Linked DNA regions of Mus musculus: regions 1, 3 and 4 are each linked to region 2. Evidence: chromatin contacts called from public Hi-C and HiChIP or PLAC-seq data. All regions are on one chromosome and are shown on one strand. The core of a region is the stretch at or near the end of the contact, and the rest is flanking DNA. Distances in the headings are between cores, read along the strand shown.

Evidence for each region. Hi-C and Micro-C count contacts between places; a contact is called where the count stands out from the background. HiChIP or PLAC-seq counts read pairs in DNA pulled down with a chosen protein or histone mark.
Region 1: a contact with region 2 is called in a Hi-C map of bone marrow-derived macrophages, with 17 read pairs. The contact joins the enhancer-like site here to the promoter of 9130015A21Rik in region 2. A contact is called at or near these places in 6 of 484 Hi-C or Micro-C datasets (bone marrow-derived macrophages, cerebral cortex, hematopoietic stem cells and 2 more).
Region 3: a contact with region 2 is called in an H3K27ac HiChIP or PLAC-seq map of embryonic fibroblasts, with 4 times the contacts expected there. The contact joins the enhancer-like site here to the promoter of 9130015A21Rik in region 2. A contact is called at or near these places in 3 of 484 Hi-C or Micro-C datasets (cerebral cortex, hematopoietic stem cells and nephron progenitors), 1 of 115 datasets of contacts at active chromatin or transcription factors (embryonic fibroblasts) and 1 of 9 other capture datasets (embryonic stem cells).
Region 4: a contact with region 2 is called in an H3K4me3 HiChIP or PLAC-seq map of bone marrow-derived macrophages, with 2.7 times the contacts expected there. The contact joins the promoter of Tspan13 here to the promoter of 9130015A21Rik in region 2. A contact is called at or near these places in 4 of 39 promoter capture datasets (liver, neutrophils and pre-B cells) and 1 of 115 datasets of contacts at active chromatin or transcription factors (bone marrow-derived macrophages).

Annotation. Positions count from the first base shown.
Region 1 is chr12:35,315,300-35,318,779 of GRCm38.p6, forward strand. No RefSeq gene overlaps it. Among named protein-coding and RNA genes, the nearest start is that of Mir680-3, 120 kb to the left of the region's middle. Within about 2 kb of position 1,977, at least 28 of the 459 cell types and tissues checked have an H3K27ac peak or open chromatin away from gene starts, as enhancers often do. A contact at or near this core is called in bone marrow-derived macrophages, where this site is marked.
Region 2 is chr12:35,693,685-35,696,823 of GRCm38.p6, forward strand. 9130015A21Rik (RIKEN cDNA 9130015A21 gene) reads right to left here and starts at 1,434. Exons shown (of 5, transcript NR_045050.1): 1 at 1,269-1,434; 2 at 789-962.
Region 3 is chr12:35,292,842-35,296,032 of GRCm38.p6, forward strand. No RefSeq gene overlaps it. Among named protein-coding and RNA genes, the nearest start is that of Mir680-3, 100 kb to the left of the region's middle. Within about 2 kb of position 1,905, at least 87 of the 459 cell types and tissues checked have an H3K27ac peak or open chromatin away from gene starts, as enhancers often do. A contact at or near this core is called in embryonic fibroblasts, where this site is marked.
Region 4 is chr12:36,040,568-36,043,927 of GRCm38.p6, forward strand. Tspan13 (tetraspanin 13) reads right to left here and starts at 1,911. Exons shown (of 6, transcript NM_025359.3): 1 at 1,684-1,911. The coding sequence starts at 1,746.

The sequences.
Region 1 (3,480 bases), core at 727-3,226, 380 kb before region 2:
ATGCGCTATTAAAAACCGAGGCATCATGAATTTTTCAGGCAAACAGATGGAACTTGAGAACATCATCCTGAGTGAATCTCGGGCATTTGAATATGTGGCCCCAGTTGGTAATCTTTCAATAGAGCACATCCTAAGAGGCATGGCCTTGTTGAAGGAGGTGGGTCACTGAGGCTGCAGTTAAGGGTTTCAAAGTCCTATGACACTCCCAGTTTGCTCTCTAAATAATGTTCAAAATTTGAGCTGTGAGCTCTCACACCTAAGCTCCAGATCCCAGCTGACATCTTATCTTCTACCAAGGCGAATATTTTACCTAAGCTGTTGTTTATGTGATTATCCCTGGAAAGACTTTCATGATTCCTGTGCATTTCCACATAGTTTCTTTTCTGTTTTATCTTGTGTATTTGTGTGTGTGTGTGTGTGAGAGAGAGAGAAATAGCTACTGCTAACATGCTGAAGAATAGTTGATCTATTTTATCTTATGTCCATTGATTTGCTGAACTTATGAAATCTCGTATGTTTTCCGTTAATAATCTTAAGGGTTTTTGGGGGGGGGCGGGGAAGAATATTATTACTTACCTCATTTTCAATTTTGAAAATATCAGGGTCTACTTTGTATTTTACTAAGTTAATGGAAACTCTAGGAAGTATTCTAAACCTTGGTGGGGTTTGTGGACACCAGAGACAGTTACTGAAAGAGTTTACTACATGAAAGAATGTTGTTGATTTTGCCTTTTTTTTTTTTTTAAGCTTTTATTTTATACCCTAGCTAGTCCCTCTCCTCAGGGCTCAGGGAACCCTGCAGGAGAGGAGAGAGAAATAGTGTAAGAGCAGGACAGCAATGAGTCCTTCTAGACACAGCAGGCCTGACATACATGATCTCACAGGGGTAGTGACACTGGGCTTGAGGGTCTCAGCCAGGTGTGTCCTAGCACTGAGAGGGGGAGTGAGCACAATCAGAAACTCCATCCAATGATAAGTCCCTACAAAGGAAAAGTTAGTTTTCTCCAAGGGAGTCTGACTGGGTACACAAGCCACACTTAGAAGCAGGCCCCATGCTCAGCAGTACTTGGCCAAGATAAAAGCAATTCAATGGTATTTTTGGAAGATTTTCCATCTTGCAATGCTTTGTCTGGGCTTTCTTTTTCTTTTTTAAATCTTTATTTTGTGTTTATGGGTTTTCTCTCTTTAGGAATATGTGTGTCCCTGTGTCTATCTGTGTTTCTTATGTTTTTTCCTTTGGCTTTTTTTTTTTGTATGTTTCTTTTGTCCTATTTCAGTTTGTTTGGTTTTTAATCTTATTTTATTTTATCATCATTTTATCATTGTTTTTTAGATGCCTGTTTGTATTCTAATGAAAGAAAGAGAGGTGTGGATGTAGGTGGCAGGGGATATGGGGAGAACCTGAGAGGAGTTTGGAAGGGGAGCTATAATCAGAATAATATTAGATGAAAAAAATCTATTTTCAATAAAATAATTTTTGAAACAGGAGTAGGGTTTACTCTATCGAAAGAATTGTTAGCAGCTGGCAATTTATTCAATTGCCTTGTGTGTTTGCTGTGGGCTTCCATAGAATATGTCCCATAAAAACATTAACTAAAAGCTCCGATTTTCCAAGGAGATGTTTTCAGAGTGCAGGGTCAAGGGGACCAGGGTATACAACGCTACTAAAGCTTTTATGCAGAAGTTGCGACACTATAAATCCTAAAGTGGGAATTGGCCTGTTCGTTTATTTTGTTTCTCAATTACATTGCAAATGGAGAAAGCAAACTTTAAAAAAAAATCACTCTGACTTTTTCTTATCTTCCATTTGTTTGTTGCCTCCGGCTCGAGATGGATATTTAGTTTGGAAATTTTACCACTTCACAAAAGGACCTGCTCATGTTATTCTTTCACATAACTCACTCCTTCACATACTGGTTTCAGGAAATTATCTGCGGCCAACTTGCTGTGTTGTTATTTTTCTTAGCATATGACTCATGTCCCTTTGTCTTCCTTCCTTCATTTAGTTTTAAATTCTCTTAAAGGGAACCACTACCAGGGGATTGAGTCTCACATAGCAATGGCAGCAAAGTGTATAAACAGTAGTTTATGTCTTAGAGTTACTATTTCTGTAATAAAACATCATGATCTAAAGCAACTAGGGGAAAGGAAAAGCTTATTTCCCTTACAGTTCCATATAACAGTTCATCACCAAAAGTAGTGAGGGCAGAAACTCAAACAGGGCAGAAACCTGGAGGCAGGAGCTGATGCAGAGGCCACAGAGGGCCTCTGCTCACTGGCTTTCTCCTCTGGGTTGTTCAGCCTGCTTTCTTATAGTACCCTGGACCACCACTCCAGGGGTGGCCCCACCCACCATGAGCTGGACCTTCCCACATCAATAACTAAGAAAATGCCTTGTGGCTGGAACTTATAGGGGCATCTTCTCAATTGATTCCTTCCTTTCAAATAACTCAAGCTTGTGTTACATTGACATAAAACTAGGCAACATCACATTAAAATGGTCATTGAACTAGTACTCTTGTATTTGATGAAGATCATGAAGGTATTTTGTGATTTATCAGGGACTTAGAGGTTATTATCTTTTCAACTTAAAAATTTGAGGCTGAAGTTGCTCATGCCACCTCGATAGGGGAAGCAGTTATCGCACACCTCCATACACACACACACCTACACACACACACACACACACACACACACACACACACACACACACCTCCATTTGGAGACTATCGTTTGCATATTTTGGTTTAGATTGTCTGCAAATCCAGTATAAGTGATTTAAGCACATGAATATATTTTAAAGGTCTGTTCACTAGATAGCAGATATTAAGACATGACTTTGCAAAGGACAACATAGCTGTCTTTTCAATAGGTGTTTATATTATTTATAGTTAGATTAGACATGTACAAGAAGTTCCAGGTGCAATCTACATGGCAAATGGCTTCAGACATGGTAGCTCTGGATGATAAAACAGGAGATTGTGAACAGTTATTATTTAAAAATGGGATGGGGAATCACATTTTGATGGAAAGAAATTCCACAATTACCTTTTTCAATAATCACTTCATTAAAAGTTGTAATTCTAAAACAATAGCCTCAGGGATACAGGCCATTCAAAGGAAAATGGGGTTCAAAGGGACCCCTTTATTACTAATTTATGGGGTGCAGAACAAGTTTGCTACATTTAATTTGAGGATTTTTTGGTGGTTTTTTTTGGGTAAAATAGAAGTAATGTCTAACTCATAGCATTGATTCAGCTATGCATTTATAAACCTCTCAGTGTGTGTGTGTCTAGGGGAAGAGGAACATAGGCATAGGGGGCCTTGTGTGTGTGTATGTCTGTGTGTGCCTGTGTGTGCATTTGTGTGTGTGTGTGCATGTACATGCATGAATGAGTGTGTGTGCATGTGTGAGTGAATGTGTGTGTGAGTATGTGTGTATACCTGTGTGTGTTTGCGTGTGAGTGTGTGTTTGTGTGT
Region 2 (3,139 bases), core at 184-2,683:
TTTCAGCAAAATCTTGCTAGTGTATGCAATTTTGTCAGCGTTTGGAAGCTGATTATGGGATGGATCCCCGGATATGGCAGTTTCTAGATGGTCCATCCTTTCATCTCAGCTCTAAACTTTGTCTCTGTAACTCCTTCAATGGGTGTTTTGTTCCCAATTCTAAGAAGGGGCACAGTATCCACACTTTGGTCTTTGTTCTTCTTGAGTTTCATGTAGTTTGCAAATTGTATCTTATATCTTGGGTATTCTAAGTTCCTGGGCTAATATCCACTTATCAGTGAGTACATATTGTGTGAGTTCTTTTGTGATTGGGTTACCTCACTCAGGATGATGCCCTCCAGGTCCATCCATTTGCCTAGGAATTTCATAAATTCATTCTTTTTAATAGCTGATTTTCAAGTTATTACAGCATCTATATGAAGAATTGGGAGTGTGTCCTTTATTCCCAAGTGCACATGCCCTATGTACCTCTGTTCACCATTACTTCCTGGATTCTATCTCATTGAACTAGTAGCCCGTTTCTCAGCTCAGAAGAGGAGGAAACATAGAAGTTAGATGCAGGGTAATGTATGTCTTGACAGGGCTACAGACGTATTGATTATTTTCTTCACAGAATAAGAAATTTTCTTGCTTTGTTTTACAGACCACAGTAAACTGTTGACAACCTCAGCTAACAGACTATTTATTCCTGACTCCAAAGCAGAAGTCACTGCTGGTTTCTTCCAGAAATGTGCTTTGTGGTAGGGTGACTCAGCGGGGAGAGAAGCCCTTTTGCCCTTTCTACCTACCTCCTTCCTTCTCCGGTGAGGAAGATGAATACAGCAGCAAGAACACAGGCCACAGTAGCCATGGAAGCCTCAGAGGAAACAGAGAGATAGAAGTCTGGCTCTCTGCAGGCATTGGAAAGCTTCCCTTCCAGTCCAGGACATCATAGGGCCACCATTCTATCTCTAAATTGTTCCCTAGAATATTTTAAAGGAAATAAACATTTTTCTGACATTATTGTGTAAGGATATTCTTTTTATTTTTCTTCCTACCACATTTATCTAGATCTATACTTGAAAAAATATATCGTTAAGAGGTTATAGCCAAATATACGAAACTCAGTCTAAACTATCATCTTAAAAAATGCCTTCATCTAAATATCATAAATTTATTGTAAACCTATTCCTCCTTTGCCATTATAATAGCCACTAAGAATTCACTAAAGAGAGTATGGTTTTAACTCACAGATGAGAGACCATGACTAAGAAGGACAAGCTACTCACCTGAAGGTTTCAGCTGGTAAGTCAGAGGGTGATCACGTAAACCTTGACTCTTGGCTGTTTTCAACAGTGTGTGCTGCCCGTTGCTGAACTGGGTGGTTTTCTGGAGTTTCCCATGAGGCTTCCAGTAATATCCATGACCTGCTTCTGGATTTTTCTCTTCCAGAGTGAAACATTTAAAGATTACTCATGTGTGAGAGATTACACTAACATTTCTGTGGCCACAAATGATTATTGTTTAATAGTTTCTTAAATTTTAAAATCTTTATACAGAGAAAATACAAACAGAATGATCTTCCAGCCAAAACAAAGAAACAAAACAAAACAAACAAACAAACAAACAAAAACAGTTGTTTTTCCTTTGCTAGTTATTGGATAGTAAACAATGTTGATCCAGCCAGTCCAACAAGGTGGATCAAATCATTCACATGGTAGTGTAGTGAGAATTTTGGTTTCTTAAAAAACGCAGTGTTGTTATGTGATTATATTTTTGTTTTTTTTATTTATTCAAATTAATTTAATGAACAATTTTTCTTAGAATGTTCCCCTTTGTATCATTACATAGAAAAACCACCTCCCTGAATAGGTGTGGGATATGGGACTGCTTTAGACTACCCACAGCTGCTGACTATGATTTGTATCGTACTCTAGGAAGGGTGTAATTTTTGCCAGGTATATTCAGAATTCTGGGGACTTTTGAGAGGATATAAATGTGAGAGCCCAGGAGGCCTGGTGGCAGCTGCTTCATCCCGGGGGCCGATGGGTCCTGGTGTTGCTTTCATTGCTTTTGTTATTACTGGATTGCTGGATTTCCAAGTTGCTAGATTGCTGGTTGGAGATATCCTAACCATGAAGATTGCACTTGCCCCTAGGATCTCAATGTCCATAATCAGCAGGAAGTAGTCTAAAGAGGCCTGTGCCTCTTTTCCCTCACATCTTCTTTCTTTCTTTTTTTTTTAAGATTTATTTATTTATTTATTTATTTATTTATTTATTTATTTATTTATTTAATGTAAGTACACTGTAGCCATCCTCAGATACTCCAGAAGAGGGCATCAGATTTCGTTACGGATGGTTGTGAGCCACCATGTGGTTGCTGGGATTTGAACTTGGGACCTTTGGAAGAGCATTCGGCACTCTTAACCACTGAGCCATCTCTCCAGCCCCCCACATCTTCTTTCTTGCCTGCCTAGTGTTGGGAGGTTGAAAGGGATTCAGATAAAGAAGGACGGCAGATATAAAAACCCAATAAAATAGCCCAGAAAGTATGGTTACATGGTAGATATGAGACTGGAAAGACAGAGTAGGGTTCTACCAATTCCACCAATATCAAGAACCATAACCAAGGGGTGACATACCACTGGCCCTTTGCAGTTACTAAAAAAACCAAGCTGCTATTCAATTAATTCAGTATAATTACTGTAACCCATTAATATAATATATATATACCTGAATCACTTAACTAAGTTGCATTAATATTATAAAATCTATTTGTTAAGCAATAGTTTCTCTTTACATAAAGGAAAATGGAAAATTTGCCAGAAAATAAGATGCAGCATATATATATATATATATATATATATATATGTATATATATATCATATATATATATATATATATCAGATCTTTCCTGATGCTGTGGTAACAGGTTCAATACTTCACAGACCAATATATTTAGATGACTAAATGAAGGAATGGCATTATGGCTGGTGCAACATGGGCTTTGAGCAAGAACATCTCCTTAGACTTTAGTGGTCTCACACAATTTTAAATTAACTTCCCTAATGTTCAGGAGATATTTGAGTATCTTAAACCCTAATTTAATCTTATGACTACATGAGTTTTTAGCTAAGATCATTTATTTTCTCTGGATG
Region 3 (3,191 bases), core at 655-3,154, 400 kb before region 2:
TTTAAAGCGGTCCACACTGTCATACCCAGATCATCAATCACAACAGTTAATTTCAGAAACCTACTACTGTGTTTGGCTCACAGCATCAGGATTTCCCTGGAGATTAAAGGCACGTACTTCTCCATATTAATTAGAGATATAAGGAATTCTACAGAGAAACCTCTTTTTTTCTGTTTCTATGTGAATCATCTATCTCCTTCTATCTCCTTCTCTGAATCATTCAGTTATTTTATAAACAGTATTTCATTACTTATTATCTATGTTCCATGTGTTTGTGGCAATGAACAGTAAAATTTATAAACAACTAATTCTGCTACCATCTGTAGCTCTGTGCAGGTCTGGAAAGCCACATCGTGTATCTCTTGACACAAAAGTAGGACATACATATTTTGGAAGAAGAGCAATACTAGTTGAGACTAAACCACTTAGATATACTTTTGTTTTTACCAAAACTGAATTAAAACAAGGAAAATAGTTACCTAGCAACATTTGACATTGAAAAGATTCCATATCGAAAAGTAACCAACATGAAAGGCAAGATAGAAGATAGTCCAAACCTCATCTTGATAAGAGTCACAATTCATAGAGCTGTGTGTATCATGAAGTAGGGAGGGAGAAAAAAAAGATTAAACATACAAAGAAGATCTGTAGAAATGTAATCTGGCATATCTTCAGCATCTACTAGATTTTTTCCTGGATGATAAACAGCTCAGCTAGCTTGAATTAAACTGACAGTTTAATTCAGAGAAGTAGACAATGCTTCAATTAAAGACAGGGAGACAGTTAGCCTGAATGTCCACTTTCCCACATTTTCTACTTGATCAGTTTCTTGTCATTGAAAGAAGTGTGGCTGGTATGTCCATTTAGTACATTTAGTACATTTCCATGCAAAGAGCTCTGGTGGACAAAGCTGGTCATGCTGCTGTCATGTGACTGGGTAGGTGGCTGTAAGGATTCGAACAAAGAGTGGATGTTTACAGCTGGGTTTGGAGAATGTCCAACAAACAGTCTTTGTGTTCACATAGCTTTGTTATGTTTCCTTTCTTGGTTCCTTCCGAACAAGCCATATAAAAATGAAAGGACAAAGAATTGTATATGTATGTGTGTGTACATGTGTGTGTTTGTACACATGTCTATGCTACGTATGTGCCTACATGTGTATGTGTGGATGACAGAGGTTGGCATCAAAATGTCAAGCTCAGTTGTTCTCTACCTTATTGTCTGAGGCAGGGTCTCTTCACAGACTGGCTAGTCTGGCTGGCCAGCGAATCTTGAGACTTTTCCAGCTTCCCCTCCCTAGGCTAGGGTGGCAAGTGTCTCAGCACACCAAGCTGTTTCACCTGGCTGATGGAGATCTGTACAAGGTTTTTACTACCACGCTGTCTTCAGGCCCAAGACAAATTTTAAGATAAAATGTCTGGTAGGGTTGCTATTGATAGATTAACTGTAAAGGATGTTTTTAAGTATGTGGGAAGTGTGACCCATTTCTGAGAATATGCAGAAATATTTATCTGGTGGAGCATGGAGGTTTTTTGAAAATTTCACATTAAGTCACTTGAAAACTTTTTATTGTATTTTTTTCCAGTAATTCTCTTTGTTCCCTTTCTCCTTCCCTACCCCCTGTTTCCTTTTTCCTAATTTTTCCTTCCTTACTCCTTCCCTTTCCCACCTTTTCCCTTTTCATTAACTAATTAATTTATTCATTTTAATACTCTAATCATAGACCACTGCCCTCTTCCTGGTCCTCTCTCACAGCCCCTCCCCTCACCCCACTTATCCCCTTCTTTTTTTTCTTTTCCTTCTCCCCTCCTGCTTTAGAAATGATTTAACAAGGTGATGCATCTTTTCTTTGTGGTAAACAGCTCAGAGTATGTGGACAGAATACTTGGAAGGAAAGACACTAATGACATGGCATATTTGGGGCTTGCTGAACTTGTAAGCATGTTTGGCTTTCAGTGTGTGCCCGATCATTTTGCAATAGTCAAATGGCATTTTTGGCTTGGTTACTTTTTCAGTCTGAGTGCTTGTGGGTTTTTTTTTCCCCTAAGCTTTTTGTTGTTTTGTTTGTTCCTGTAGCTATGGCCAGAGTTACTCACCACTCAGTAGAATAACCTCCCCCATATTTTAAAGGAACCACAGCACTCCAAACCAATTAAGGAACAGAAAACCCAGTGAAGCACAACTGCTCCCAGGCTTGGCTCTGTTTATCTCTCATGACCTTGCTCTAATTTGCTCTAAGGGAACATAGCATACCCAAGTTAGCCTGACTTTCCCTCTCCCTACAACATGAAAGTATCATGCAGTGTCCCTAGTTAGAAAAAAAAAGTCTCATTGTCCAGTAATATAAAGAAAAATTAGGCTGGGCAGTGGTGGCACATGCCTTTAATCCCGGCACTTGGGAGGCAGAGGCAGGAGGATTTCTGAGTTTGAGGCCAGCCTGGTCTACAGAATGAGTTCCAGGACAAAGAAACCCTGTCTCAAAAAACCAAAAATACCAAACCAAACCAAAATAAAACAAAATCAAAAAATCAAAAAGAAAAAAAAAGAAAAATTAGAAGGTTGAAAGTAATACAGAAATGCTTATTGCTTGATTTTGTCTCTCCTGGCACATGGTGGGGGGACATCCTTTGTGTTCATCACTATATTAAATGCTTTATCATATGGCCAGCTAACATAATAATGAAATAAACCATTACTCTTACTGATCCTTCTTAGCTTTAGTTTTATTCTTTTATGTTTATAACTATCTAAACAGTCCTATAACCTCTAAGAAAATAGAAGCAGTCATTAAAAGGCTGAAAAAAACAACAAAACAAAACAAAACAACAAAAAACCCAGGGCCAGATGATTTTAGGGTTTTAGTGTAGAAGTCTATCAGACCTTCAAAGAAGACCTAATACCAATACACCTCAAACTATTCCACAAAATAGAAACAGAAGGAACACTAACTAATTATTTTTATGAAGCCACTGTTATTCTGATATCTAAACCCAACAAAGAAAGAGAACTTCAGAACAATTTCAGTTATGAACATCAATGAAATAATACTCAAAAGATTTCTCACAAACTGAATCACAGAACACATCAAAATGATCACTTACCATGATCAAGGAGGCTTCATCCGAGGGATACAGGCTAGTTCAATATACAGAAATCCATCAATGTAATCCTATATATATATTTTTTTAAAG
Region 4 (3,360 bases), core at 661-3,160, 350 kb after region 2:
ATTTGAAAAAAGAAAAAAGGTTCTTTTTTTTTTAAATGTATATATTGCACATTGATGTCTACAGATAGCCGAAGAGGCACAGAAGCAGCCACTGTACCCTGCACTGTGTGTAAGCAGACACTGTAAGATGGAGAATCAGGTAAACAGATGACTGAATCACTGAGGGGGGGAGGGGGACTCAGGCACAAAATAGAATGTGACGTTCTAAGCAGACCATTCATGTTAATAAGAGAAATTGTTCAAGAACGGATAGGAATTTACAATATAGCAATGTGGTAAGCATGCCTCACACCGCACAGGTGAACTTAATATGAAACTTGACATGGATTTCCAGTGACAGGAGCTGTTTCGCCACCATGTATTCTAGAATTTTTCTGCCAAGTGTACCATTTGTGAGCATGTTGACTGGATTCCCAGGAACTAGCCAGAAAAATATATACACCATCGGTGCCTATGTCAAAGCTTTGCCATCATTTTCAGACACACACCAGAAAAAAAAAAAAAAGGTAAAATGACCCGTGACCTGGTGTCTCTGCTTGTCAACCACAAGCGGCCTCTCTTGTCCATAGATGTAACCTAAGCTGGCCCAGATGGCCTGGCTCTGCTAATGCAGGGAAACTGGGTTTGTTTTCAGGGTGGGTGCTGCAAGCACCAGATGTATTTATAGAAGAGAACAAGTCTCCGATGGAATGAGATGACCGAAAGGAAGTTTCTTCCACGCAGGAGAGGCAGCTTGTGGAAAGGTCTAGATTCCACAGCTTGGTTCCAGTCCAGACTCTCCAACTACCAGTTATGAAAACTTAGTAAAGCCTTTTTTGGTCTTTACCGTTATAAAATTTAGACAACTGCGCTTGCCACAGATAGATAACAAATTGACAAATGAAAAGGCTGGGGTGGTGAAGGTTTTCAATAAACATCACCTCAACTTCCTGCTGTCCAGCCACAATTATGCCTCAAAAAAAAAAAAAATCAAACTGAGTTTTCCATGTTAAAGCTGGAAGGCATATGCTGATACGTAGGGAGGAAAAAATAAATAAAAAAATAAAAACGACTTGGGTGGAGGACTATATACTGAAGGACTTCGCCAAAAATGGAGCTAGAATATTGATAAAGGGGAAGGAAGATGGCATGGGAAAAGCATCAGGCGAATACCTCACGGGCAGAAACATCAACAAAGAGACTTTATGTAAGCACGAAACAAACTTCGGAAGCCACGGATATCCTGTGAACCTGCTCTATGGCCTCCATTCAAAAGGCAGCTTTTAGAGCTGTGCCAGAAGCGCGCCATCCACAGGCCGCCTGGTCCATCCCAGGCCCCACTATCCCGCAAACCTGTCCCCTAAGCCCGGGCTGCTCTCCAGCCTCCGAACCTCCAGATGGGATGGCCAGCCGAAAGCGTGCGGCTAGAGGGATTGAGATGGAAACCTGGGGATGGATGAAAGAATGGGGAGAGTGGGAAGGAACGCGAAAGTGAAGGGCTGCAGAGAGCAGGGCGAGGGGCGAGCGCCACAATGAAGGACGGGCGGAGACTGCGACAAGCAGGCTCGGGGTCCCGGGCGGGGGCTGCAGGCGAAACTGGGGCGTGGGAAGCCCGCAAGGGGCGCGGGATGGGGCGCAGGCGAATACTCAGGCGGGGAGGAGGCCGACGGCCCCCGCAGGTGCCACCGGGCGCGGGCTACTCACGGTATACAGCAGGTTGAGCGCGCACAGGCAGTTCTTGGAGCACGAGAAGCCCCCGCACACCATCGTGGCGCGTGGGCTAGCGGGTGCCTGCGGGTCGAGGCGTCTTCCGCCGGGCTGGGCGAGTAGCTTCTGGATCCTGGCCTCCTGAGCCTGTGGCCCGGGCTAGGCTCGGGGCTCGGGTTCGGGGTTCAGGATCAGGGCTGCAGTGCCGCGCCCGCAGCGGCTCCCACCCGCTCTGCAACCTGCGGCCGCAGCGGATCCGCCGATCGCGCGCCCCGCCCCGCCGCCTCGTCTCGCCCTGCACTCTGATTGGCCACTGCTAGGGAACAAAGGTAGAGATATGCAAATCAATGCGCTCTGGGGTCCGGGAGAGGCGGGGCAGCTCAGCGGAGGAGAAGGAGGAGGAGGAGGAGGGGGCCCCGAGACTGTCTGGAGGGAGCCGGCCTCTGGCTCACGAGACTGTGGCCTCTGTATAATTTCCCCCCTCCCAGGTGAACAGCAGAGGGCGGGGCTCCACGCTGGCAGGAGAAATGACAGCACCTCTCTCCATTCTTGCCCTGTGGGTGACGTGGCACCATTTTGAATGAGATGATAAAACAAATCGAAGCACCTGGCCTCGTTTGAATGAAAGAAAGACGACAAGAATGAAAGATTTACAGAGAACAGGGAAGGGGGCAATGAAAGGAAAAACATCAGTGAAAGACTAAAAAGAGCAAATAAAAACTAATTTCTCTCGACATAGGTAAGAAAGGTAACCTGTAATTGTGACAGATTTCAGATCAAGAGGACTTAATCTACAGGGATTTTTGAAATACTAATAAACCTTATGAATACATATGTGCAAAATAAATCAGGAGTCTTTATTCTTGTAGTGGGATCCTGGGTTTTAGGGGCCTATTTTTGCATAAATACAAGCTAGGAAGCCTTTCGATAACAGATTCAATTAATTTATCATCACTTTTGTTTGCTGCATCTTCATCCTGATTCCTAACCTCTAACTAGATTATTAGAAGTATATCATGCACTATTTGACAGACCCCCTTGCATAGAATAAAGTGTCCTATCAGATGCACCAGTGCGCCTGATGGTTTTAAGGCACTCACTACTGGGTTCCAACTGTTAAGCGGCAGTAAAGGCTTGGTATTTTCTATTTGGTATTTTCTATCAAAAGAAATTCTACCAATAGGTTTTATAAAGAGATTTTTAAGGGCCTTAAGAGTTGGCTCAGCTGTTATGGCACTTATTGCTTTTACAGAGGACCCCAACACCCAAATGGCACTCACAACACCTGTCTCTCCAGTCCTGGGGATCCAGTGCCCTCCTCTGACCTTAGTGGGCATCAAGCATGCACATGGTACACACATGCAGGCAAAACACTCGTAAAATAGTAAAATAGATCTTTTAAAAAGCGATTTTCAAATTTACTGTACATTTTGAGCCTAAAACTTCTCACGGTTAGGTGAATGTATGTCAAAAAACAAAAACAAAACAAAACAAAAAAAAAACCCAAAAAAAACAAACATAAAAATCATTGACTTAAACAAGTTAATTAAATACCTTCTCTTCAAATACTCCAGCCTATTTGTACTTCCTTTAGAACTCACCATGCAAATAAACACTCATGGATTTTACGTCTCTTGCAATCCTTATCAATCTTGTATGTATTCCCAGAAACAT